Linked DNA regions of Macaca mulatta: region 2 is linked to region 1. A link is a contact called in public Hi-C data. All regions are on one chromosome and are shown on one strand. Each heading gives the region's core, a stretch centred on a gene start, on an enhancer-like site or on the middle of the called end of the contact. The rest is flanking DNA. Distances are from core to core; before and after follow the strand shown. Region 1 holds the start of EFNA4 (ephrin A4). Region 2 holds the start of PYGO2 (pygopus family PHD finger 2).

What was found. A called contact is a pair of places that touch in the nucleus more often than the background predicts.
Region 2: a Hi-C map of liver shows a contact between it and region 1, with 3 times the contacts expected there. The contact joins the promoter of PYGO2 here to the promoter of EFNA4 in region 1. A contact is called at or near these places in 2 of 14 Hi-C or Micro-C datasets (fetal cortex germinal zone and liver).

Annotation. Positions count from the first base shown.
Region 1 is chr1:111,936,458-111,942,316 of T2T-MMU8v2.0, forward strand. EFNA4 (ephrin A4) reads right to left here and starts at 3,490. Exons shown (of 5, transcript XM_077944830.1): 1 at 3,054-3,490; 2 at 1-278. The coding sequence starts at 3,340. ADAM15 (ADAM metallopeptidase domain 15) reads right to left here. Exons shown (of 24, transcript XM_077942864.1): 21 at 5,465-5,536; 22 at 4,992-5,048; 23 at 4,582-4,706; 24 at 4,173-4,491. The coding sequence ends at 4,449.
Region 2 is chr1:112,040,337-112,046,212 of T2T-MMU8v2.0, forward strand. PYGO2 (pygopus family PHD finger 2) reads left to right here and starts at 1,765. Exons shown (of 3, transcript XM_015110893.3): 1 at 1,765-2,054; 2 at 2,917-2,966; 3 at 4,084-5,876. The coding sequence starts at 2,925. The coding sequence ends at 5,148. SHC1 (SHC adaptor protein 1) reads left to right here. Exons shown (of 12, transcript NM_001261487.1): 12 at 33-1,648. The coding sequence ends at 161.

The DNA of each region.
Region 1 (5,859 bases), core at 2,240-4,739:
AGTAAGTCTCTCCAGGTAAGAACTCAAAACCGAGGGAGAAGGGTGTGAAGCGCTGAATCTTCTCTGAGAATTGGACGTGGCCGAAGGGCAGGGAGCACACCCAGCGTTTGAAGGCCCGGGGGCCCTCTGCCTGGCAGGACTCATAGCCTGGCCAGTCCACCATGTATAAAGCAAACGTCTCGGGGCCCTCAGGGGGCCCTGGGCCTTCATAGTGGGGGCAGACAATGTCTAGGTAATCGTTGAGGCCCAGCTCCACCACGGCGTCTCCTCGAAGCAGCCTGCAGGCATAAGACAGGGGTGGGCTGAGGAGGGGAGGGCACCACACCATGGCCATGGAGGCCAGAGACACCCCTTCTCAGAGGCCCCTGCCAGCCTCTCCTCCACCCATGGGCGACGGAGAAGCTCAGGAAGACCCAAGGTCCCCAGACTGACAACTCTTTTTTTTTTTTTTTTTTTTTTGAGATGGAGTCTCGCTCTGTCGCCCAGGCTGGAGTGCAGTGGCCGGATCTCAGCTCACTGCAAGCTCCGCCTCCTGGGTTCACGCCATTCTCCTGCCTCAGCCTCCGGAGTAGCTGGGACTACAGGCGCCCGCCACCTCGCCCGGCTAGTTTTTTTATATTTTTTAGTAGAGACGGGGTTTCATTGTGTTAGCCAGGATGGTCTCAATCTCCTGACCTCGTGATCCACCCGTCTCGGCCTCCCAAAGTGCTGGGATTACAGGCTTGAGCCACCGCGCCCGGCCCAGACTGACAACTCTTGAGAGACAAAAAGAGTGCAAGAAATGGATGAGATGATTGATTCACAGGTTCCGAGAGGCTAAGACCTGCAGTGCCCATAACCACACAGCTTAGATGCCAGAAGGAGGGTCACCACACCCTATCTTTCAGGGTGGAGGTGCCACACACCTCTCTAGCCCCAGTGCCCAACACCCAACGTGGTACAGCACCAGGCTTGATCAATGTCAGGTGGATGGATGCTGTGAAGAAGCTGGGCAGAGGCAGGAAGTACAGTTGCACACAGTGCAGCTGCAGATACAGAGGAGGAGACAGGGGTTGGGAAAGGTCTCCTCAAACACAGATATAAAGTGAGGAACACTGTCCTTTAGACTTCAACCCAAGGGTGAAAAGAATGTCATGGTAAAAAAAGAATGAGGGAGGCCAGGTGTGGCGGCTAGTATCTGAATCCCAGTACTTTGGGAGGCCGAGGTGGGAGGACTGCTTGAGGCCAGGAGTTCAAGACCAGCCTGGGCAACATGGTGAGACTGTCTCTACCATAAATAAATAAATAAATAAAGGCCACGTGTGGTGGTGCAATCCTGTAGTCCCAGCTGCTTGGGAGGCTGAGGCGGGAGGATCCTTTGAGTCCATGAGTTCCTGTAGCAAGCTGTTACCGCTCTGCAGCCTGGGTGACAGAGCAAGACCCTGTCTCTAAATTCTAAAAATTAACAAAAAAAAAAAAAAAAAAAAAAAGAATGAGGGAGTGGGTGCTAGGTGCCTCCCTTTTTTGGCCAGGAAGAGCAAGTGCCAGGCATGGGGGGAGTCCACATACTACCCAGTCTTCCGTCTTCTCAGCACTCCCTTCCCCACCTCTTGGGAGCTGCCTGGGGAAGCCAGCACAGGTGGGAAGGGCTGGAACAGGCTGCTCCCCACAGTACCGAATGCTGCATGAACCACCCCCCATACCACAAACACAGCGAAGCGTGACATAGGAAAAGCCTCCAATGGGTGGTCCAAGGCCCACCTGTATCAGTTCTGATTTGAAATGAAGATTCCTGGGCTTAGCCAGTCCAGACTTACTAGAACGCAAGCTGAGCAAGGACAGGGCCTTGGTAAGTTTTGTTCTACTGCATTCCCCGTGCCTGGAAAAGTGCCCAGCACAAGATAGTGTTCAATAAATATTTGTGGATTGAATGAATGAACCAGAAACCGTAAGATTGGGGAGTGAGAAACCTGAATTTTTAACAGGTCCTCCAAGCGATTCAGAAGCATTGGTCTGTGACAGAGATAGAGGAATTCAGAGTCCAAGGACAACAAAAGCTCTTATCACTTGGTATTGTAATGACCTGTCTTTACGCAGGCTCTGCTGCCTGCGCCTGTTCTCCAGAGTCTGTGGAATCCCAGAGGGCAGGGTCTTGATCTTCTCATCTATATAGTTAATCCCCTGCAACCTATCACAGGGCTGGGCACATATAGTATGTGTTTAATAAATAAGTGTTAGTAAGTGAAGAAATGAATAGAGTCATAGATTGTCTCAAGTAGAAAATCAGAAAGAAAAACAGCTGGGAAACAGAAGAGACATGGAGACTTGGGGAAGGGGTTGGAAACAGTAAAATATACTGAGGTTCAAAGGCAGGCAGCTCAGGAGAGAGAAAGAAATAATAGTTTATATCTGTACAGCCTGAGCTTCTTTCACATACATGACCTCACTTACCCCGCCGGACTTCCCAGGGTACTAGGTATTATTAGCCCATTATACAGGTGAGATAAATGAGGTTAGGAGGGTCACGAGACTTGCCCAGAGGTGATTCAGCTAGAAGGGCAGGGCTGACACTGGAAAGAAACAGAAGGACCAATAAAGACAGAGATGAAAGCAGAGATAGTAAATGAGATCAGGAAACAGAGCAAGAGCCAGAGGTGAGACCCAGCGGTCAGGAGAGTAACCCACGCTCTTTCACAAGAGTAAAGCCCCCTCCCTTGATCTCAAGTTCGCCAGCCCCAGCTCCGGCCGGCGGGAGGCTGGGGATGCCAGGAGAGCAGCGAGGGGGGCGGAGCCCGGAGTGCGGGCAAAGGCCCCCCCAGGTCCATGCTCCAAGACCCCCTAGACAACCCTCGGGGCTGGGGTCTTCTGCCTGCCCCCCAACACATGCGGGCTGTGGGGCGACCCAGGGCGCGCCTCGCCCCTCCCCCTTCCCCCCTTCCCCGCCGGCTCAAACAAAGGAGCCCCGACGCGCGGCCAGCTTCAGGCGGCGCCGCGCACAGAGCGGGTGGCGGGCGCGCGCAAAGCCCGGGAGCGCGCAGACTTGGCTAGGCGCTCGCCCGGTTCGGCCCGGCTACCTGGGGTTACTGGAGTTCCAGTAGACGACGTGGCGGACACTGGAGCCCCCGCGCAGAGGGGAGCCGAGGAACGTGGCCCAGAGGACAGTCCGCAGCAGGGGCAGCAGCCGCATTGCCCCCGAGGTCCGGTTTGGTCTGGCCTGGCAGGTCCCGGCCCGCTTCACAGTCGAGGCGAGAAAGGTACAAAGTGAAGAGGGGGGTTGTGGAAAGGGGGGTGGGGTGCGGAGATTCACAGACCCCGCCCTGGATAACTTTCCGCCAATGGGAGCGCGTCTCCTCCTCTCCATCCAGCGCCAACTCCAGTTAACCCTCTGTGCACCGCAGCGCACGCCGGGTTCGCCAAAGCTTCCGCTGAGGCTGCACCTCACTGCGAGGGGACGGGGAGGAAAGACGTATTCCAACAGCAATATTTTTAGGGAGGTTATCCCTTTCGTGTCTGCTTTAGTCCTGGGTAGACTGCCTTATTAGAAGTTTGGAAGATTTTAAATAAGGGTACATAACCTTAGCCTATCCAACCACCTTCATACACTGCCCCGTTTTCTTTGCAAATCTAGGGATAGTGCAAGCGGAAGGGACAACACAGCTTCTGGGACCACCTTCCCTAAAAAGCCTTAGGTGGCGCGCTAGATGCTCACTTTGGGATTGGCGTCTGTCCCTTGCCGCTCCACACCTTCGATCCAGGCTGGGGGCCCACGCGGCCCCAGTCCCGAATACGAAGTAATGAGGTGGTTGTAGCCTGTACAAAGCACCTTTGTTCCGGATCCCTCAGGTGGCGGCGGCGGCGGAGGGGGAGGAGGCAGGTGCGCCGCCTTGGGATCGTGGGAGCAGCCGCCGCCCCGCTCCGCCCTGGCTCCTGGGCTCTGAGAACACCAGCCAGATCCACTTTTCCCAGCCAGTGGTCAAAGTCGGGACGGCAGGTCCAACGGCTTGACAGATTGCGCCGAAAGCCACCCCAGTCTGGGCAGAGGGAAGCCGCGAGCATCCCGGGGACACATGCCGACCCATTCTGGTACTCCCGCCCCACACAGCCCGCCCTCATCTGAGGCAGCAGCGTCTCCTGGCGGCCAGACCTGGAACCGCAGCAGGAGCGACCCGGCTTCTAGAAGCAGACAAACTGCGTAACGCTCCCAAGATGTCACGTTTATTGCAGCTGAGCAGAGACAGGCTGTGCGGACCTCCCTCAACCCCTTCCAACCCCCAGCCCCTCCCCAAACCCCAGCTGCAACTACGCCGCCGGTCCCTAGAGTGCTGCTTGACAGCGCGTGGCGGTGCCCGGAGCCTTAAGACACCGCGTCCAGCCTCTGGCGCCTTCAGTCATGGTAGGGGACTCCAGAGGGCACGCCCCCCTCTTGAAGTCCTAAGTCCGGTTTGGAGGCAGCGGAACCTCCAGAGAGGTCAGAGGTAGAGCGAGGACACTGTCGGAGGCGGTGGCGCTGGTCTGGAGTGCGGGAAGCCGAGAAAAAAGGGTCAGAGACCCCCTTCCCCCAGGTCACTCGCCCCGCCCACCCATCCCCAGGGCTCCTCCTACCTGGAGGGTAGCGCTAGGGGCGGGATTCCAGCTCCTGGGCCTGGCAGGTCACCGGATGGGCACCGGCCCTGGGGGTCGGCAGGCAGTGGCTTCCTTGGGGGTGGGGGCTTGGCTGGCCCCTGAGACTGAGGGAGAGAAGGCAGGAGGCCGGCTTAGGTGGGGGGGGTGTCATGTTGCCCACCCCCAACGCACTGGTGCTGGGGAACACCAGCTTGGGGGCAGCACCATCGGTCACCCTTGTCTGCAAACAAACCTGTCACCATTAAAGGCACCACCTGGATATGTGCCCTCATGCACTGAGGGGGCATCTCGCCACGGCCACCACCGTCATGGCTACCAGCACCACAGCCCTAGATGGGGGGAGAGGCCGTGCCCTTCTCTCCCCCCACCATTACCTTCGGGCTTCTCACCATCGGGTCAGCGGGCAGAGGGCGGGTAGGGGGATTGGGTCGGTCAGCCAGCTCAGCCTGAACAGAGAGAGGGGCAGTGGCTGTGAGAGCATAACCAGGGGCTGTGGACATGCATAGAGATTCCCCAGAGGGGTTCAAGTCAACATGCAAAGTCAGCCAGGGGGCAGGAGAGAATGAGGGCATGCGCAGAGGGTTTGGAGGCATGCCAGCTGATGTCTCAGGGGAGGAAGGTGTAGGTCAACCGCGGAGTCCCTGGCCGACTGCAGTCCCGCCACTGACCACCAGATGGTGGTAGAAACCAAGGCAGGAGGCTCACCCTTTGCTGCTTCTGGGGCTCAGAGTGTCTGAAGGCTGAGGGGCACCCCGATCACCTAATGAAGAGCACCACTGGCAGGGAGCAGGGATGAGAACTGCAGTTGGGTACCAAGCCTCCCACCTGCCTTGGCTCAGGGCGGGCCCTGGCCCAGATTTACCTGGAGTCTCTTGGGCACAGGGTCAGGCGGCAGCGGCCTGGAAGGGGGGGCCGGGAAGCCGAGAGCACTAGCCTGCTGAGAGGGCAGGAGGGGCAGATGGGCACAGAGGGGGAAGAGGAAGCAGAGAGACAGAGTGGGCAGAGAAGGGTCAGTGCCCAGGGAGGGCTGGCAGGGGCCCAGGGCAGTGGGTGCTGTGCATGCAGTTACGCAGGTGCATGCAGGTGGGGAGCAAGTGGGGAGGAGGTGTGCACACACTCCCATCATCCAAGCAGAGGGCTTAGGGCGGGGGTGCTCACCAGCCCTTCTAACATGGTGACCTGGGCCCACGGAAGGCCATTCTGAGCACCACTGCCCTTGTGCCCTCCTGGGGTCACTGCTGGGGGCATGGATAGACC
Region 2 (5,876 bases), core at 515-3,014, 100 kb after region 1:
TGAATTGACCTTCTTCCTTCCCACCCTCCCAGGTTCGGACTAAGGATCACCGCTTTGAGAGTGTCAGTCACCTCATCAGCTACCATATGGACAATCACTTGCCCATCATCTCTGCGGGCAGCGAACTGTGTCTACAGCAACCTGTGGAGCGGAAACTGTGATCTGCCCCAGACCTCTCTTCCAGAAGATGCCCTCCAATCCCTTCCACCCTATTCCCTAACTCTTGGGACCTCATTTGGGAGTGTTCTGCGGGCTTGGCCTTGTGTCAGAGCTGGGAGTAGTGTGGACTCTGGGTTTCATATCCAGCTGAGTGAGGGTTTGAGGGTTTGAGTCAGAAGCCTGGGGGAGAATCCTGCCTCTCCCCAAACATTGATCACCAAAGTATTAATGTACAGAGTGGCCCTTCACCTGGGCCTTTCCTGTGCCAACCTGATGCCCCTTCCCCAAGAAAGTGAGTGGTTGTCATGGAAAATGTCCTGTGGTGACAGGCCCAGTGGAACAGTCACCCTTTTGGGCAAGGGGGAACAAATCACACTTCTGTGCTTCAGGGTATCCCAGACCCTTCTCAACACCCCCACCCCACCATGTTTAAACTTTGTGCCTTTGACCATCTCTTAGGTCTGATGATATTTTATGCAGAGTTCTTGGGCCCCTGAGTTCAATGACAGGGATGCCAACACCTTCTTGGCTTCTGGGACCTGTCTTCTTGCTCAGCACTCTTTCCGGTTTGGTTTGGGATAACAGAGGCAGGAGTGGCAGCTGTCCCCTCTCCCTGGGGATATGCAACCCTTAGAGATTGCCCCAGAGCCCCCCTCCCGGCCAGGGGGGAGATGGATCCCTCCCTTGCTCAGTGCCTCCTGGCCGGGGCCCCTCACCCCAAGGGGTCTGTATATACATTTCGTAAGGCCTGCCCTCTCCCATGTTGCATGCCTATTGTACTCTACAGCCAAAGTGTAGCCCTTCCTGGAGCCTCTGCCCTGCCTCCCTTTCTGGCAGGGTGGGGTAGGGGTGACTGAATTTGGGCCTCTTGTACAGTTCACTCTCCCAGGTGGATTTTGTGGAGGTGGGAAAAAGGGCATTGAGACTCTTAAAGCAGTAGACAATCCCCAAATACCATCTGTAGAGTTGGAACTGCATTCTTTTAAAGTTTTATATGCATATATTTTAGGGCTGTAGACTTACTTTCCTATTTTGTTTTCCATGGCTTATTCTCGAGCACAAAATGGTAATCAATTATTACATTTATACATCACCTTTTTGACTTTTCCAAGCCCTTTTACAGCTGTTGGCATTTTCCTCGCCCAGGCCTGTGAGGTAACTGGGATCGCACCTTTTATACCAGACCTGAGGCAGATGAAATTTATTTCCATCTAGGACTAGAAAAACTTGGGTCTCTTACCGCGAGACTGAGAGGCAGAAGTCAGCTCGAATGCCTGTCAGTTTCATGGAGGGGAAACGCAAAACCTGCAGTTCCTGAGTACCTTCTACAGGCCCGGCCCAGCCTGGGCCCCTCTTTTGGCCTTGTGGATAAGGGACAGTTGACCGTTTTCATCCTGGACTCCTTTTGCTGTTGTTTGGATGTTTCCACGGGTCTCACTTATACCAAAGGGAAAACTCTTCATTAAAGTCCGTATTTCTTCTACCTCTGCCTCTTAATCCTGGGAAGCCTATTGTGTACGCCGCGGGCCCTTAGCTGCACAGCGGGGAGGCGGGAGGTCGCGGCCGCCGAGGGAAGCTAGGGGGTCTGCGGAGTTTGGGCGCGGCAGAGTGGGGCGTGTCGCGCCACCGTCCCCATGAAGATGTTGTGTCCGGGGGGCGGGGGCTGGCTCCGGGTGCGTCCAGGCAAGAACCCGGACTCCCCGGCGCCGCAACGCCGGCCCCCGGGACTACCTAGACCTCCCAGGCGCGCCCTCGGCTCGCGCGCGCCCCTCCGCGGTGGCTCCACCGCCCGGGATGGTACGGTCCGGCAGCAGGGCCGCGCGCCGCCGCCCCTCGGTGAGCTGGTGTGGGCCGCCGCTAGCGGAAACGACCCTCTCCACTCGCGTGGTGCAGTGGTAAGCCTCGCCCCTCGCCTGCCGCCTGTTTTCTGGCGTGGGGTCTCGTCCGGTCCTTGCTCCCCCTCCCCGCCGCGCTTAGTGGTGGTGGCCGCGCCGAGTTCCGGTTCCGGTTGCTGCAGCCGCTGGCTGGCGGCGAGTGTGGAGAGAGCGCGCAGTTCGCGCCGCGGCTGGGCGCTTCCCTGTCGTCCCACTTTGTGGTTGCTGCAGCTTGGGGGCCTGTGCTGCCCCTGACTCCCCTTCTGGGCGATGGTGCAGCCCGAGGGCGCCTCCATCCCCCGCCGCCGCCGCTAACCCCGGTCCCTCACTCCATGGCCGCCTCGGCGCCGCCCCCACCGGACAAGCTGGAGGGAGGTGGCGGCCCCGCACCGCCCCCTGCGCCGCCCAGCACCGGGAGGAAGCAGGGCAAGGCCGGTGAGAGCGCTGCGAGGAGCGGGGGCTGAAGAAGCCTAGGACTTGGGAACCTCAGAGGGGAGGGATGGTGGGAGGGGGGCGTTTCACAGGCTGAAGGGCTTGAAGGGAGGCTCAGGTGAAAAGGATGGGTGGGTGTAATCCTCCAGGAGTTGGGGGCAGGTGTCACACATTGAGGACGCTAGAGTTTGGAGCCACATGGAATTCAGTAGTCACTTGGAGCTTGAGGATATCGAAAGATGGGATATCTCTCATTTAAAGGAAGACATAGCTGAGAGTATGATCATCTTCACGATCTATTTTTCATATTGCACCCCTTGTTAGCATTTGTTGAATAAATAAGCAAGTATGTATTGACGTTAAAGGAGTTCCTCAGAGCATGGCTGAGAGAAAAGAGGTTGGGGAAACCTCAGGGAAACTTGTCTGCGTCTTCCTTTTGCCGCTCTTCCAGGTCTGCAAATGAAGAGCCCAGAAAAGAAGCGAAGGAAGTCAAATACTCAGGTGAATGGTGGTTGGTGGTGGGGGTGGTTCCCGGCAGCCCCTTGGCGGCACACTGTCTACTCTGCCATTCCAGTATCTGTTTGTATCTTGCATCAGCTGCAGGGAGGAGAGAGAAAACTGGCTTTCTTGCTTTGTTTCTTGTTCTTTCCCTGAACCTTATAACAAATTTAGGGGAAAGTATTCTCTCCTTAGAGATGATTCGACCAAAGTTCTTACCACGCAGGGTTCCAGTCTCCTCCATGTTTCCTGTCCTGGTTTCCTCATGATGATAACGTAACACCTTCCACTTACTGAGCCTTTTTTTAGTGCCAGGGATTGTGCTAACATGCTTTAACAGTTTGGGGGAGATAGGCATTATCCCTATTTTACGACGAGAAATCTGGGGGTTAAAAATGTTAAATATGTGCTCCACAGTCTTGAGGTTGTTTTTCACGGTCAGAGCTGGGATTCCATTCTAGTTCTGCCCGTTTTTAAAACACAGTTACTGCACTATGCTGGTTCCACTCTCCACCCTCTTTCTCTTGGGTTTTTTTTTTTTTTTTTTTTGTAGTAACAGAGTCTTGCTGTGTTGCCTAGGCTGGGCTCAAACTCCTGGGCTCAAGGGATCCTCCTGCCTCGGCTTCCCAAAGTGTTAGCATTACAGGTGTGAACCACTGTGCCCGGCCTGTGGTTCATATATTTTTTTATTTTTTATTTTTTTTGAGACGGAGTCTTGCTCTGTCGCCCAGGCTGGAGTGCAGTGGCGCGATCTCGGCTCACTGCAAGCTCTGCCTCCCAGGTTCACACCATTCCCCTGCCTCAGCCTCCCGAGTAGCTGGTACTACAGGCGCCCACCAACACACCTGGCTAATTTTTTTGTATTTTTGGTAGGGACGGGGTTTCACCGTATTAGCTAGGATGGTCTTAATCTCCTGACCTTGTGATCTGCCCGCCTCGACCTCCCAAAGTGCTGGGATTACAGGCGTCAGCCACTGTACCTGGCCTGTGGTCCATATTGATTTTAGGCCTGAGCTGCCCAGTATCAGCCTCCAAAATGTGTATTGTGTTGGTAGTGCTCTCTTGGTTTAGTTCTGTGTTTCCCTCCATGACCCTCTTTCCCTCAACTGTTTCTCACTAGGGCCCTGCATACTCACATCTGACGGAGTTTGCACCACCCCCGACTCCCATGGTGGATCACCTGGTTGCATCCAACCCTTTTGAAGATGACTTCGGAGCCCCCAAGGTGGGGGGTGCAGCCCCTCCATTCCTTGGCAGTCCTGTGCCCTTTGGAGGCTTCCGCGTGCAGGGGGGCATGGCGGGCCAGGTACCCCCAGGCTATGGCACTGGAGTTGGAGGGGGCCCCCAGCCACTTCGTCGACAGCCACCCCCCTTCCCTCCCAATCCTATGGGCCCTGCTTTCAACATGCCCCCCCAGGGCCCTGGCTACCCACCCCCAGGCAACATGAATTTTCCCAGCCAACCCTTCAACCAGCCTCTAGGTCAAAACTTTAGTCCTCCCAGCGGGCAGATGATGCCGGGCCCAGTTGGGGGATTTGGTCCCATGATCTCACCCACCATGGGACAGCCTCCCAGAGCAGAGTTGGGCCCACCTTCTCTGTCCCAACGATTTGCTCAGCCAGGGGCTCCTTTTGGCCCTTCTCTCCAGAGACCTGGTCAGGGGCTTCCCAGCCTGCCACCTAACACAAGTCCCTTTCCTGGTCCGGACCCTGGCTTTCCTGGCCCTGGTGGTGAGGATGGGGGGAAGCCCTTGAATCCACCTGCCCCTACTGCTTTTCCCCAGGAACCCCACTCAGGCTCCCCAGCTGCTGCTGTTAATGGGAACCAGCCCAGTTTCCCCCCAAACAGTAGTGGGCGGGGTGGGGGCACTCCAGATGCCAACAGCTTGGCACCCCCTGGCAAGGCAGGTGGGGGCTCTGGGCCCCAGCCTCCCCCAGGCTTGGTGTACCCATGTGGTGCCTGTCGGAGTGAGGTGAATGATGACCAGGATGCCATTCTGTGTGAGGCTTCCTGCCAGAAGTGGTTCCACCGTGAGTGCACAGGCATGACTGAGAGCGCCTATGGGCTACTGACCACTGAAGCTTCTGCCGTCTGGGCCTGCGATCTCTGCCTCAAGACCAAGGAGATCCAGTCTGTCTACATCCGCGAGGGCATGGGGCAGCTGGTGGCTGCTAACGATGGGTGATGCTGGCGAAGTGGCCCAGGGAAGTGCACATGTCTCTCCCTGCTCTTCCAGGGTGATTTTTTTGATGTCTGGCTCTTGGTCCTTGTTTCCACTGGTTTTCCATCCCCATGGGGCAGAAACAGTTGCTCCTGGGAGCAGAAAAGGAATTGAGGTGGGCAGGCAGAAGAGCCTGGATTGCTCACTTTTTTGGGAAGCTTACATGTTGAGATCTACAGAGATCCAGGAAACCAAAGCCCTGCTGAGCAGAGCCATTTTGTGGCTATTTCTGGAGGCCCAGGAGTGTGGCTGCAAGAGAAGAGGGGCTGGAGGAAGATCCGGAGGGCAGGGGTGTTCCCTCTGCTGATGATGGATGCCCCTAACACCTGTGCCTAACACCCCTACCGAGCCCCACAGCTCCAGCCTTAGTTTTTGGAGTCAAGTGTTAAAGGTTTCTGGCCAGAGGAATTGGGGTCTTGCCATCCCTGCAATAGCCCTTTTATGGGCTCTGGGAGACAGCTTTAGGGAATAAATGGGGGTTTTCCCCTTTTTCTACCCACTCCTTTGCTTCTTCCAAGGCTTACCCAACCCCTCCCCTCTCAGAGAACCAAATAGCCTGAAGAAGCAGGAGAGTCCCTGGTTATGGCAGTTTCTTGGTGATTGGGGCTTCAAGACAGTAGGTGAGAGATGCTGTCAGGACATACCTTCCTCATACCAAAGTCACTGGTCCTTTCTCAGCCTCTCTTATGCTT